2 separate regions of the Gossypium hirsutum genome follow, and region 2 is linked to region 1. Evidence: chromatin contacts called from public Hi-C data. All regions are on one chromosome and are shown on one strand. Each heading gives the region's core, a stretch centred on a gene start, on an enhancer-like site or on the middle of the called end of the contact. The rest is flanking DNA. Distances are from core to core; before and after follow the strand shown.

What was found. Hi-C and Micro-C count contacts between places; a contact is called where the count stands out from the background.
Region 2: a Hi-C map of leaf shows a contact between it and region 1, with 2.8 times the contacts expected there. The contact joins the promoter of LOC107911002 here to the promoter of LOC107892002 in region 1. A contact is called at or near these places in 2 of 34 Hi-C or Micro-C datasets (both in leaf).

What each region holds. Positions count from the first base shown.
Region 1 is chrA11:21,139,598-21,142,297 of Gossypium_hirsutum_v2.1, forward strand. LOC107892002 (leucine-rich repeat extensin-like protein 3) reads left to right here and starts at 1,378. Exons shown (of 2, transcript XM_016816955.2): 1 at 1,378-1,786; 2 at 1,864-2,700. The coding sequence starts at 1,609.
Region 2 is chrA11:21,378,429-21,381,128 of Gossypium_hirsutum_v2.1, forward strand. LOC107911002 (DNA ligase 6) reads left to right here and starts at 1,288. Exons shown (of 3, transcript XM_041081338.1): 1 at 1,288-2,700. The coding sequence starts at 1,515. LOC107912700 (protein CROWDED NUCLEI 1) reads left to right here. Exons shown (of 8, transcript XM_016841003.2): 8 at 109-678. The coding sequence ends at 372.

The DNA.
Region 1 (2,700 bases), core at 128-2,627:
ATGAAAAAATATGAGGACCAATTGTAGAATTTAACCTAAATTTTTTGTTTAAAATGATTATTTAACATGCCACGTCAGCTTACTATTACACCGTTAATGGCAATTAACGGCTCAATGACTAAAATGCTACAACACGATAACGTAAATGACTAAAATGTAACGTTTCAAATATAAATGACTAAAATGTAACTTGAAACAATCAGAAGTGAATATTTTAACAGTTTATCATTTTAATAATAACAGTAAACACTATCAATATTTTTAAAAACACTTTTTTTTCACACAACTTTACAATATTAATGGTAAACTAGCAGTGAAAGAGTAAAGTATAAGAGCCCAAAAGGCCCAAAGCAAAATGTCCCCTCATTGAAACGTTAGAGGTTAAGCTACAGCAGTATTGGGAATGGAGAAATACAGAGCTGGGCTACAAAAGTATGAAGGCCCAGGTTGGCTATAAATGAAAATATGACCGTCTTCTAAAACAGAATTTTTCCTATCAACTCCACGTCTCTTTCCATCGACTTAAATACCAGAATAACAATTACGAGCTTTATAATTCATTGTTTACATCCTTGCAGGGCTAAGTCTCCAGATAACCAATAACACCTCCCACTCCTAAAAGCTGTCATTCTCCTCCATGCATTTTCTTAAAAAAGTTAAACAGGAGAGTGATTTGGCAAAAGAGGTGAGCTTGTGAATGGTGTGGGAAGTATGTAATGACCATACCACACTTTATTATTTGCACAAGCAAATCAAAGTTAAGCTTTACATCATAATAATGACATGAGGACTTTGGAATGGAAGAAACAAGACGGTGAATACTAACCAAAAATCTATCATCTCCCATTTACGATACCATTTAATTTCTTTTATAAAAACAATGATTCTGAGACATAATTGTTGACTTGAATGGAATGTCTCGCAACTCTTTTTTTGTTCCTATCAGTTTCTGGCAAAGCATGGGATCATAGTATCCATATAATTACAATATATTTATAGGATACTACTTCTAGAGCTTACCTTGTCTTGTAAGAAACAAGACAAGAGTGAATATGTTTCTGTTTCTGATACCCGTGAAGGAAAAATGCAAGTTTTACTCAAATCCGCTGCTCTTAATCTTAAATTATTTCTTTCCGAACAATCTGAGTCTTGAATGTAAAATCTGAAAGGAATCAATTATTATGATGTCCTACAACTCACATGCACAGTTTGGCAAAATAACATTGAAAAACATCTGATCTAAGACTTTTGGCAAATGATTAAATTAGTTAATTTATTTTAAAAGTATTACAACTTTCATTTTCGAGTTTGACAACAATTTTTGTCATGGCATGAGAGTACTGAGAGTGAGGCCACGTGAAATAATCCTCTTGTGGCCGTTTTAAAGGTCTCGTGAACCAACAGGGACCCCTGTTCATCCCAAAATGAATAAAATATTTTGGTTTAACTTATCACATTTTTAATCTTAATATCCCAATTATGATCTCCTTTATTTTATTTTTAAATAAAGAAGAAAATAGAAGTAGAGGGGGAGTTATTTATAAACACCATATCCTTGAAATAATTGTTATCGACAAACTTCCTAGAAAATAAAAAGAGACTTGAAAAATGTGTTGGTTTTCCCTTATAATAATATTGTCGAGTTCCATAGTTATAGATTTGTCAGAGGGTAGCCATGCCCATCATCATCATCATCGGAAGAAATCTGCAGTTGTTGTTGGAAGTGTGTACTGTGATACTACATGTTCCCAAGAGGAGTTCTCTAGGACCAGCCATTCCATTTCAGGTTTAATTCCATTGCCAAACTTGTATAAGGCTTCCATCTCCATCAGTTAGTCTGAATTGGGGTGGTTTTGTGTGCAGGTGCATCAGTTGCAGTGGAATGTAAAGAAGGGACTTCAAGGCCAGGTTTCGTGCAGGAAGTGAAAACCAATGAGCATGGTGAATTCGAACTTCGATTGCCTTTCTCAGTTAGTAGAAGGGTGAAGAAAATCAATGGATGTTCAGTGAAATTGATTAAAAGCAGTGAACCAGATTGTAATGTGGTGGCCTCAATACCAGCTTCGTCTGCACTCCGTCTGGTGTCGGGGAAGCATGGAACTCGTGTGTTTTCAGCTGGGACTTTCAGCTTCAAGCCTCTAAAACAACCAAACCTGTGTAGAACAAAACCAAAAGAAGCAAATGGAGAAAAGGCTGTCCTTGGCCACCCTGAATCATTCTTTTTCCCTCCTCCCCTGTTTCCTCCGAACCCCTTTCAGCCTCCTCCGTTGCTTCCTCCCATACTGCCACCACCAGCTCCACTTATTCCAAACCCATTTCAGCCTCCTCCAGCTCCACTTATTCCAAACCCCTTTCAGCCTCCTCCAGCTCCTCTTATTCCAAACCCTTTTCAGCCTCCTCCAGCCCCACCGGCTCCACTTATTCCAAACCCTTTTCAGCCTCCTCCCGCACCACCGGCTCCACTTATTCCAAACCCTTTCCAGCCTCCTCCCGCACCTCCAGCTCCATTTATCCCAAACCCCTTCCAGCCTCCTTCGGCACCTCCAGCACCTCCAGCACCATGGTTTCATCTTCCACCGATTCCAGGACTAACTCCACCACCATCGCCACCACCTCCACCTCCACCAACCTTCCCGTTTCCTCTTCCCCCATTCCATTTCCCACCTATACCGCCTTTCCCTGGTATCCCCCCTGCCTCTG
Region 2 (2,700 bases), core at 38-2,537, 240 kb after region 1:
TTCTAAAGTTGAACTTCACCATTTCAGATTTTGATGATTTATAAAACTCGTCTTAATGATTTTCACTATGTTTAAATAATCTTGTTTTATATATCTTTTATGTTGCAGGGTGAGACAGGTCCAGACACCAAAGATGGTAATGCTGGTGCAACCAAAACATTTGATGCCAACATGGCATTAAGTGAGGTGGTGAATGGCACACCTCAAGGGGTTGGCGAGTACGGTGATGGAAATGACTACCAGAGTGAATCACACAGCGAAGGGCATAAAGATGAGGATGAGGACGAGAATGATGAAGAGGAGGAGAATAATTTGGAGCACCCTGGTGAAGTATCGATAGGAAAGAAGCTGTGGAGTTTTCTGACCACATAATGATGCAAATCATATATTGTAATTTGCCAAAGTCCGAGCCCAGTTGTGCAGGTTTCCTCGTAGGAACAGCTAGTGTGTATTAAAATATAAATGTAATTATTCGCCAGAAATTAATTCAGGTGGTGGTTTGGGGGGGGGGGTGTAGGGTTTTCCTTTTGATTCTTTTGCAAGACGGTCCTAGATTAGATAGCTAGATACATGATTTATTTGTTGTAGAAATGAGTAGTGGACTGTACGGCTTCCAAGACCAAATTGTTTGTATCCGATAATACTTGTGTATTTCTAATCTTTTCTGGAATTATTGTTCGACTTTTGTCATCAAAATTTGTCTGTCCGTTTTACCCGTTCAGAAGAGTCAAACTGAAGATCGAATTTTTTATTTTAATATTTGATTTCAAGTAAATTTCTCATGATATGTTGTTCTTCTTGATCATGTCGCCCTCAAGGCAAGGCTACAACGTGCTTTTAACATCACTTCTGAAAAGTAAGATCACATTATTTATTCACTAATTATTCTATTTATATTTTTATTTAAGCTCTTGTGGCATTGATTCTAGTACTAATTTAGATAAAAAAATTTACAAAAATATTCTTTTATAATTAAAATAAAATATATTATTCAAAACTATTTTAATTTTTTATTTAAAAAGATAATAAAAATATTTATGGAGTTGAATTTGAATTTTTATATATTTTAATTTTATTATACATAATTTATATGTTTTAAATTTTTTTGATATAATATTTAAAATATATTATAATTTTAATCTATAAATAAGATTATAATGTGTTTCAATACAACCGTTCTATACCTTCCTATATTTACATTAATTTTACATTAATATTCGAATCAATCAATACAAGTAATATATGATTTTTAGTTTTATTAGTATACAAATGTTCTCTTTCAAGTTTATCTTATTTATTTCCTACGATTCACTCTCAATAATTTGGAGGAAAAATAACAAAATGATAACAACAAAAAAACTATCGCTTTGGCGCCAGTGAGCCTCCGCCACTTGCAAGTGGCAACCGCAACACCTCCCAAATCGGCATCGCAAAAAATTTCCAAATCCATTTAAAAGAAAAATGCCCCCTTTTCTCCTATAATTGACCCCACACCACCCTACGACACACCGCCGATGTCCGCTCAATCAGCGGCCACAGCCACCGCCAATGAGAGAGTCAAAACCTTGACCCTAGACTCCACCCAACTCTACCTCACTGCCCTAAACTCCACCACTTCCACGCTTTCTTTTCCCCCAATTCCCTCCTCTTTCCCTCCCTCCAATTTCATCCCCCACACTCGCTTCCTCATCGATTCCTTCCGCCACCCCTTCACAGCTTTCTCCGCCTCTTACTTCCTCTCCCACTTCCACTCCGATCAGTATTTCGGCCTCTGTCCCTCCTGGTCAAAAGGCATCATCTTTTGTTCCCACCTCACTTCCCTCCTTCTCATCCAAACCCTTAAAATCCCACCCCGTTTCGTCTTCGCTTTGCCTTTGAACGACCCCGTTTTAGTAGATGGCTGCGAGGTCATTCTCATCGACGCCAATCATTGCCCTGGGTCAGTCCAGTTATTATTCAAAGTTCCCACTAAAAATGGGATCTTTGAAAGGTATGTTCACACAGGCGATTTTCGTTACTGCAATTCGATGAAGTTGAATAGTTATTTGATTGGATTTGTTGGTTGTGATGCCATATTTTTAGATACTACATACTGTGATCCGAAATGTATATTTCCTTCTCAAGAAGAATCGATTGATTATGTGGTTAGTGTGGTAGATAGGATAGGAAAGGAATTTGGGAAAAGGAGGGTTTTGTTTCTTATTGCTACTTATGTTGCTGGGAAAGAGAAGATTTTGGTTGAGGTTGCACGGAGATGTAAGACCAAGATATGTGTTGATGGGAGGAAAATGGAGATTTTGCGTGTTCTGGGGTATGGGGATGGTGAAGTTTTTACTGAAGATGAGAGTGAGAGTGATGTTCACGTTGTTGGTTGGAGTGTATTAGGTGAAACTTGGCCGTACTTTAGGCCGAATTTTGTGATAATGGAAGAGGTTATGGTGGAAAGAGGGTATGAGAAGGTTGTCGGATTTGTGCCGACTGGGTGGACTTATGAAGTCAAGCGGAATAAATTTGCAGTGCAAACTAAGGATACATTTGAGATACATCTAGTCCCTTGTCTTGAGCATTCTAATTATGACGAGCTTAAAGAATATGTGAAGTTTTTGAAACCAAAGAAGGTTATTCCTACAGTTGCTATGGACTTTGAGAAGCTTGAAAGTAAACATGCTGATAAACTGAGAAAGCACTTTGATGGGCTGA